Regions from separate parts of the Sus scrofa genome. Here regions 2 and 3 are each linked to region 1. A link is a contact called in public Hi-C data. All regions are on one chromosome and are shown on one strand. Each heading gives the region's core, a stretch centred on a gene start, on an enhancer-like site or on the middle of the called end of the contact. The rest is flanking DNA. Distances are from core to core; before and after follow the strand shown.

Region 1 (2,700 bases), core at 47-2,546:
ATCAATACAAGATAAGCCACAGCATTTCTGAGAGAGAAGTTGTGGTCCAGGGAGTCTTCATGGAAGAGGTGGACTTGAGAGTGACTGTCAGATTAAAACCATATTTAGAGTTTACTGAGCACATGTTATTACAATGAGCTTTCACCTAGATCACCTCATTTACTCTTCAACACAGACCTAAGAGATAAGTATCATTATATCTATTTCTTTAGATGAGGAGACCAAAGCTAACAGCATCAAATATACACAGTGTCGGAGTTCCTGTTGTGGCGCAGTGGTTAACGAATCCGACTAGGAACCATGAGGTTGCGGGTTCGGTCCCTGCCCTTGCTCAGTGGGTTAATGATCTGGCGTTGCCGTGAGCTGTGGTGTAGGTTGCAGACGCAGCTCGGATCCCGAGTTGCTGTGGCTCTGGCGTAGGCCGGTGGCTACAGCTCCGATTCGACCCCTAGCCTGGGAACCTCCATATGCTGCGGGAGCGGCCCAAGAAATAGCAACAACAACAACAACAACAAAGACAAAAAGACCAAAAAAAAAAATATATATATATATATACACAGTGTCACAGCTAGTGAGTGGCTGGGCAGGAGTAAAGGCTGGTCTCTGGGAGTTCCTATCATGGCTCAGCAGAAATAAATCTGACTAGTATCCATGAGGACACAGGTTCAGCCCTGGCTTCAGTAGGTTAAGGGTCAGGCATAGCTGTGAACTGTGGTGTAGATCGCAGATGCGGCTCAGATCTGGTGTTGCTTTGGTTGTGGTTGAGGCATAGGCTGGCAGCTACAGCTCCGACTTGACCCCTAGCCTGAGAACCTCTATATGCCGTGAATGTGGCCCTAAAAAGATTAAAAAAAAAAAAAAAAAGGCTGGCCTCTGACTCTTACTTCAAAGACTGGCCTAACATTGAAGAAGGAGGATATGGGGGAAAACTGCTGTAATCAACCAACAGGGAGTATGAACTGAATCTGCAGCAGGCAAGCCCACTTAGGCCCCATCCCATATATCCCAGAGAGCAGTGGAACCAGGAGGGAGGCTCTGGGGACAGTGAGGAGGTGACTGGAAAGATTCTGAGTTCCTGAGACACCCCTTCTGTGCTAAACAGCTCCACGCAGGGAGGATACTTGCTCTGCAGCGTCCAGACCTGACCTAAGGATGCAGCTGTAGCCCTCTTCTCTTGCTTGCACTGGGGGCGTGAACAGTGTGTTTCACTATCCACTCTTCAGCGTTTGTTTGGATTTGAATATTGCCTCCTGGCTTCCTCCACTTCCTGGCCACGTGACCTTGGACAAATTGCTCCACCAGGTCGAATTTCAGTTTCTGCTTTTGTAATGTGGGGAAAGGAGCAGTGCCTACTTCTTAGCATTAGTGCGAGGGTAAGCTGAAATAACATTAAATATTAGAAACTTAGCATGGTGCTTGGCACATCGTCAGCACACTGTAAATGTACCTTTTCTGGTTATTTGACCTTTGTCTGGACCTATTTGTGTTTCCCTAATGCAGGTGATCTGAGATGGAGTTTTAAGTAAGGGCAGGGCAGTTCCCTGGCTGGGATTACTTTTCCCAGGCCAGAGACCTGCCTACCTCCCAGCTCGGCACCTTCCCTCCAGGGACCTAACCTGAGCGCAGCGCCCCTGGCGGCATAGACGGCGGGAGAAGCAAGACCCGGCCAGAGGGAAGTTATGTTTTACCGCAAATCAGACGGGCGGTGGGAGGGGCAGTCCAGGCCCAGAGAGCCTTCGGCAAGGGCTGGTGAGGGTTCACTCTCTAGGCCTGTCAGGGAAATTCAGCAAGTGTGGACTCTCCACACAATGCATGGTGCGCACCTGGGCTCTTTTGAGGGTAAAGGGGGCGCTCTTAGTCATAACTGGGGACTACCGATTAAAACCAGGAAAGGGTGACGCTGGTCAAGAGCCTTCCACTTTAGCAAGGTAGCAAAGTCAATGAGCCCCAGGAGAGAAAAGACTGCAGTATGGGTCGCCTAGGCAAATGGAAGAGAGAAACCCAGTGGCAGTAGCATCCGAACCTTCGCTGTTCTGCTGCTCTGGACTCCTCACCTACCTCCAAAGTCACTTGTCCCTCATTCCTGCCTGCTTTTCAGGTATTTGTTCCCTGCTCCTTCGTGCTGCCATAGCACTGTGACCACGTACCTGGCTACACGTCAGGAGCGAAGGGCATTTTTTATCTGTTCTGTTCTCTATGGTGCCGCCCCAGCCTGGAACAGTGTCTGACAGAGTGTGTGTCTGCTCACGTGAGAACGACTGAGCTTCGAACAAATCATCAATCGCTTTTCTGGTATTAATTATCTATTTACTGACCCATCGCCCCCGCTGGATTATGACCTTCAAGGACGGTGTTGTACTTACCTAAGTAACCCCAGCACCTAGCCCAAGGCCAGGCATAGAGTAAGGGCTCAACACCTTTTTGTTAAATGAGTGAATGGAAGCGGCCCACTACCTCTTAGCAGTGCTTCTTCGTCTTCTCTGTTGCTCCTCTTGTCTCCTCTGACACCAAGGAGCCACTACGGAGCAGGTTAGGTAGCACATGGCTTCCTGCGAGCCGGACCACCAGCTCTGCCACTTTCTGGAAGCCGGTGGGTCCCTGGATGTGGGAGAAGCCAGGAGTGTTTGCCTGTGCCTTGTGAAGGTAGGGTCAAGACGGCAATTAGATTGAGGAGGTTCTCCTGGGTAACTCGGACAACGG
Region 2 (2,700 bases), core at 7-2,506, 96 kb before region 1:
TGAGCCACAATGGAAATTTCCTTTTTTAATCTTTTTTTTTTTTTTAGGGCCACACCCATGACATATAGAATTTCCCAGGCTAGGGGTCCATGCCACAGCCTCAGCAACGCCAGATCCAAGCTGCATCTGTGAACTATACCACAGCCCACAGCAACGCCAGATCCTTAAGCCACTGAGCGAGGCCAGGGATCAAACCTGCGTCCTCATGGATGCTAGTTAGATTCGTTTCCGCTAAGGCACCACGGGAACTCCCCTATTTTAATTTTTAATGGCTGCACTCACAGCATATGGAAGTTCCTCCCAGGGCAGCTGCAGCAACGCCAGATCCTTTATCCCATTGTGCCTGGCCTGGAGGCAAACCCGTACCTCCACAGCGACCTGAGCCGCTGCAGTGGCATTCTCAACCCACTGTGCCACAGTGGGAACTCCTCTCGCGCATTTATCAACACCTTCCTGTGGAATTCCAGGCCATTTGCCTTACCCTTCTGATCCTGCTTTTGACCCATTAGAACATGCTGAGAGGACAACACCTGAGCAACTGCTACTTGAAGAGTCAATGGGCTGGGGTGTAAAAGAAAACAGAGATGGCAGAGTCATAGGTCACACTGCCAAGGAGGGGATGAAGAGGGAATGGAGAAGCCTTAAGACCTGTCCTCTCCTAGGCTCTAAGCGAAGTTAAATCAACCTGCTGGAGAGAATGAATGACTCACGTCTGCACAGTGTAGCAGAATCAGAAGCTGACATTGCGCAGGCGCAGTGAGGAAGCAAAGATTGCCCGCCTGGCTGGCTATGCCGCCTCCTTTAGACAAGGGCCACGGGGAGACGTCAGTACCGTACTCCACTCAAAGAACCTCCTTCCTGTGCTCTCTCTTCCTCATGAAGTCCTCAGACCACTAGGAAAGGTCTCGGAACCCGCTTCTGAGGCCGTCGGGCCGACCCCTCGTTGCCAAACACCCAGGGCCGGGTCGAACCTGGAAAGCTGGTGGTGCCAGCCTCGGGAGAGAGGCCAAGACCGGAAGAGTCGCCAGGTCGCTCGGGAACGGCCCTCCTCGCTCCAGTTCTCACCTCTTTGTCCGCCGCCTTCTCCCCGATACCTAGCAGCGCGTACAGATCCATCTGTAAGAGCTCTTTGGTCACCGCCATGGTTCCAATCCTGACTGGATTAGTACTACAACTCCCAGGAGTCTAAGCGTGTCGGGACCGGGGACAGTTGGATCCCAAGCCAGCTGAATGGCGCTTAGCCCCCTGGGAAATGTCGTGATCTGGGCCAGCCAGGCTTGACTGCCTCTGAGAGAAGTTGGCAGGGGTGAAAGAACTACGACTCCCAGCAGCGTCCGCGCACGCCACTACTGCTCTCCCGCAGGGGTGACTGTCGTAATTCCTTGCTCCGAGGCCTTGGCTCTCGCGCGCAAGTGGGCGTGGGGAAGCAGGGGCGGGGCTGGGCGAAGGTCCTAGGGCTTCTGGACCTGACTCACAAGAAATCAACTCTGCAGACCCTGTTACGCCGGGAACCAGGATGGAGAGTAGGTGCTACGGCTGCGCTGTCAAGTTCACCATCTTCAAAAAGGAGGCGAGTCTTCTCTCCCCGGGGGTCTAGAGGGCCAAGGAGGACGCAGAGAGGAGGGAAATGCATAGGACTTGCATTCTTGGTTTTACGGAAAATTTCCACCTGTCTGATTTTGATGAAGCCACTCAGCTTCAGTTTCCGTTTCTGTAGAATGAAGTTAACACTCCGTTGGGGTTGATGCGAGGGTCCAGTGAGGTCCAGGAGGTGATAGTTCTTTGTAAACTGTGAAGCGAACCCCTGTCATTTTTGGAAAGCTAGGTTTTTCTGTCCACCAAGTGTAGGGTTCAGCTGTTTCCTTCTCTCTAGCCTACCCATCTGAAGCCTGGACTTTAGTTAATGCTCTGTGACTGACCTCTCCATCACACCATGCCCGTTTTTTTTCTCTGCTCTGAAACCTTCACCATCAAGCAGCCTTCCCTGCTTTCTTGAGTTAGATTACCACCTTATCTTCTGCCCCCAGGGCACCATGGCAGAATCTCACTTGTCCTCAGCACTGACCTGTCAAGTTCCTCTGGTAAACTGCAGGCTTTCTCTGCCTCCATTGCGACCAGATAGGATGAATGAATAGCAGGTGGTGAAGTAGATCCGTGTGGCCCTCAGAAACCTGGGTTTTGGAGTCAAAGTGATCAGAATTCAAATTTGAGCTCTGCTGTCATTCATGGGGTGAACTTGCTTTGGACAAGTCATGTAACTTTGCTGATCCCTTCCTATTATCCCAATAGAATAAGAATGGTGATCATCAGGATTAAGTAAGATAGTGTGTGTAAATTGTCAGAATTAAATTATGTGATGAACGTTGAGTACTGAGCTTAGAGCCTGGCACACAATAGGTGCTTAATAATGGAGGCTTTTGTTACCATCCCATCCTAGTCAAGCCGCCCTCCATCTCTGCTAGAGCAGAGAAGGCATGGACTCTGCACTTTATTGCTCCTTTGCTGAAGAGTCAGTGACCTGAAGCATGGTCTTTTGCCTGTTTGTCTTCTGCACCCCAATGTCAGGGAATTAGAGGAGAAAGCATGAGAATTTTGCATGAAGCTTTACCTGATTTGAATGGAAGACTGGAGACTGAGGAATTGCTTTACCCTCCACCCCTGTCTCTCCCCAGGCCTTAGGGGCCCCACTCCTCTCCTCTC
Region 3 (2,700 bases), core at 102-2,601, 120 kb after region 1:
AGGTCTATCATCCTGGTCATCTGGGAGTAGATAAGGACCCTATGTCCTTGAGACTTGAGCCGAGTCAGCAGGACATCAAGGGCATACAGCTTCCCACTGTCAGTGATGAGGCTCTCCTTGCCTAGGGAGAAGAAAAGAGGGGAAGCGGGAAACTATTTAATTGAAGCAGCAAAATCACTCACTGCAAAGCTGTATGCAGCCAAAACTACTACAACCAGGATGCTTATCATCATGAGAGCAGGAAAGTACTCTAGGGAAGAATGCAAAATCATATCCAGTAGTGCTCTGGGAAGAAAAATCCTGAAAGAAGGATGTGTAGGTTCCCTCCCAACTGACAGTTTCCAGTCAGACAGCTGCTGCTAAGGCATCAGAAAGCTGTCCTGATTCACATTCTTATTCAAGAGATAGCAGATACATGTGGACATCTGAGAGTAATGTCTGTGCTGAAAGTGACCTGAGAAATGTGTTTTTTCTTTCTTCATCCTATCTCTAGATATCCATTTCTGCTAGTTCTGTGGCTAAATGGTTACCTCCGGAAGGCATGAGAATGCAAAGATATAAGGGCTCCTTCTTGTCTGTCTCTGGAGACACTTAAACACCAAGAAGTGAACTTAACAAAACAACAACAACAACAACAAATAAAACAACAAAAAAATCCCCAAAAAACAAAAACCAAAAAAACCCCCAAAACCAAAACTCCTTCTCTTAGATGATTTCAAATAGGTTGACTGGTAAATGTCATTAGTCATTAATAAAGACACTAGAACTTACTTAGCTTTTCAGCAAGACTGACTTGGGGTTTCTGTGAAATGGAAGCTGCTTTCACTCACTAACTTGTGCTTTCTCCTTCCTCTTCCCATTAAGGAAAAAAAAAAAAAAAAAAAGGCATTTCAGCCAGAGATCTTTAAAGAACACTTAACTCACAAATTTTCATCTTATCCATTCAGTATCATTCAACTCCCATCACATTTCAGGAAGTAGAGTTTCCTGTTTGCAGATTGGTCCATAAACATGCCCTGAACAATTGCTGCTATTAAGAGGAAGAGATGAAACTTAAGGGGCTGGGAGATGTAAGAGCACATTTGATATCAGACGCAAAGAGGGAGACGGAAAGGCTAGAGATATTACACAGACAACTAACCCCTAAAAGTAAAAAAAGAAACCATTAAGAAAAATATACCATCTACCCGTAGTTTCTGGGTTTGAACCCATAGTTTTTCCTCCAGACTATGGAAACTGACTGTTGAGAGCAATCCAAGAGTTTAACGGCCATTTCTCTGTTCTCGTCACTATCTGCCAAGTACACAATTAATTGTATAAACCGAACAAGAACGGATGTGCTGACAGCACCACAACAAATCATCAGCTACTCTGTTTTTGCTACAAAGCCACAGGTCCTGGATGTTTACTCCTCTGCACCGCAGCCTGCCTTTTCCCACCTTCGGAACGCTGCCAGGCCACATTTCTCCCTCTGCCACCCCCTCCCCTGACGCTATGGCACACACCTTTGTTCAGCCTCTTTGTTTGGTCCTGTTTAGATTTGAAATGCTCTCCTTTTTGTTGGTCTCCTACCGACACAATCAAATGACTGCAGCTGGGACAGAACCAATTGCTAAGCCCTTTTGCTGGCACCAGTCAAGGAGGCCTGTATAAATTCCCAGTCTGATCAGGCAGCAATGCTTTCATAACAACTTCAAGGGTTTCTTCTTGTCACAATTACCTTTCTCCTTTAATTGGGTTCCCTGGGGTCCTCCAATTCTGATAGCTCCTAAACATCCCCACAAAAGTACTAATCAGCATTAGACAATAAGTTGTTTTTTTTTCTTCATGAAAAGCACAGGAAGGTGAAAAAAAAAGACTCATATTTTTCAGTCACTGAGTGAGAGTGGGCAAGCTAAGCTCATCAGATTTCTGTAGCCTGCTTATCTACTCTCTCCATTTGCTCCCTCAATACAAATATTTAAGCATATACAAATCTGTCTTGTGCCTGAATTTTGAGAGGCTTCAATTCACCTCAAAATCATGATTCAATGGTTTTCACACATTCCTGCTTCCCACATCTACTTCTCTTTGCTAAGCAGAATAAACTGATGCTAGGATCAGGAAAACTCAAGAAATGAAGATGTATGTACAATTTGGGAGTTCCCACTGTAGCTCAGTGGAAACAAACCTGACTGGTATCCATGAGGATGCAGGTTCAATCCCTGGCCTCACGCAGTGGGTTAAGGATCCGGCATTGCTGTGAGCTGTGGTGCAGGTTGCAGACGCGGCTCATATCCCATGTTGCTGTGGCGTGGTGGAGGCCAGCAGCTGTAGCTCCCATTCAACACCTAGCCTGGGAATCTCCATATGCCGCAGGTGTGCCCCCTGCAGTCAAGATGTATGCACACTTAGAAGAGGAGAACTCTGATGTGCCTAAAAGCAGCAAGAAGTTGCACTAACACTGTTTTAGCTTATTATTGTGTAGGTGTGGTGGTGAAAGTGGATGGACTGGATATCTCTGGATGTCCCTAAAGGAAGTGAAGAAGATAGTGACTTCAGCAACAGCCTTAAAACACTTAAGCAGAAAAAAGAGGTTTCTTTCACTGCACACACTGGTACCTCCGGGCTGGCATCCATACACAATTTTTAAGCACTACCAAAGCTGCACTGGACAAGAGCACCACCTGTTGCTAAGCAGGGCGCAGAGCCAAGAAGAGC

Evidence for each region. A called contact is a pair of places that touch in the nucleus more often than the background predicts.
Region 2: a contact with region 1 is called in a Hi-C map of liver, with 4 times the contacts expected there. The contact joins the promoter of DNAJC17 here to the promoter of VPS18 in region 1. A contact is called at or near these places in 1 of 5 promoter capture datasets (liver), 4 of 47 Hi-C or Micro-C datasets (heart right ventricle, liver and skeletal muscle) and 1 of 2 datasets of contacts at active chromatin or transcription factors (alveolar macrophages).
Region 3: a contact with region 1 is called in a Hi-C map of omental adipose tissue, with 2.4 times the contacts expected there. The contact joins the enhancer-like site here to the promoter of VPS18 in region 1. A contact is called at or near these places in 1 of 5 promoter capture datasets (skeletal muscle), 17 of 47 Hi-C or Micro-C datasets (brain, embryonic fibroblasts, fetal heart ventricle and 9 more) and 2 of 2 datasets of contacts at active chromatin or transcription factors (alveolar macrophages and skeletal muscle).

What each region holds. Positions count from the first base shown.
Region 1 is chr1:130,419,063-130,421,762 of Sscrofa11.1, reverse strand. VPS18 (vacuolar protein sorting-associated protein 18 homolog) reads left to right here and starts at 1,296. Exons shown (of 6, transcript XM_001929361.4): 1 at 1,296-1,373; 2 at 1,501-2,700. It overlaps LOC106509024 (a long non-coding RNA gene), which reads right to left and starts at 2,575. Exons shown (of 2, transcript XR_001306223.2): 1 at 2,455-2,575.
Region 2 is chr1:130,515,281-130,517,980 of Sscrofa11.1, reverse strand. It overlaps DNAJC17 (dnaJ homolog subfamily C member 17), which reads right to left and starts at 1,256. Exons shown (of 11, transcript XM_001929383.4): 1 at 1,066-1,256. The coding sequence starts at 1,143. ZFYVE19 (abscission/NoCut checkpoint regulator) reads left to right here and starts at 38. Exons shown (of 12, transcript XM_001929402.5): 1 at 38-1,118; 2 at 1,494-1,570. The coding sequence starts at 1,517.
Region 3 is chr1:130,303,607-130,306,306 of Sscrofa11.1, reverse strand. It overlaps INO80 (DNA helicase INO80), which reads right to left. Exons shown (of 36, transcript XM_003121588.5): 27 at 1-121. Among named protein-coding and RNA genes, the nearest start is that of CHAC1, 58 kb to the left of the region's middle. Within about 2 kb of position 1,351, at least 16 of the 83 cell types and tissues checked have an H3K27ac peak or open chromatin away from gene starts, as enhancers often do. A contact at or near this core is called in fetal skeletal muscle, liver and omental adipose tissue, where this site is marked.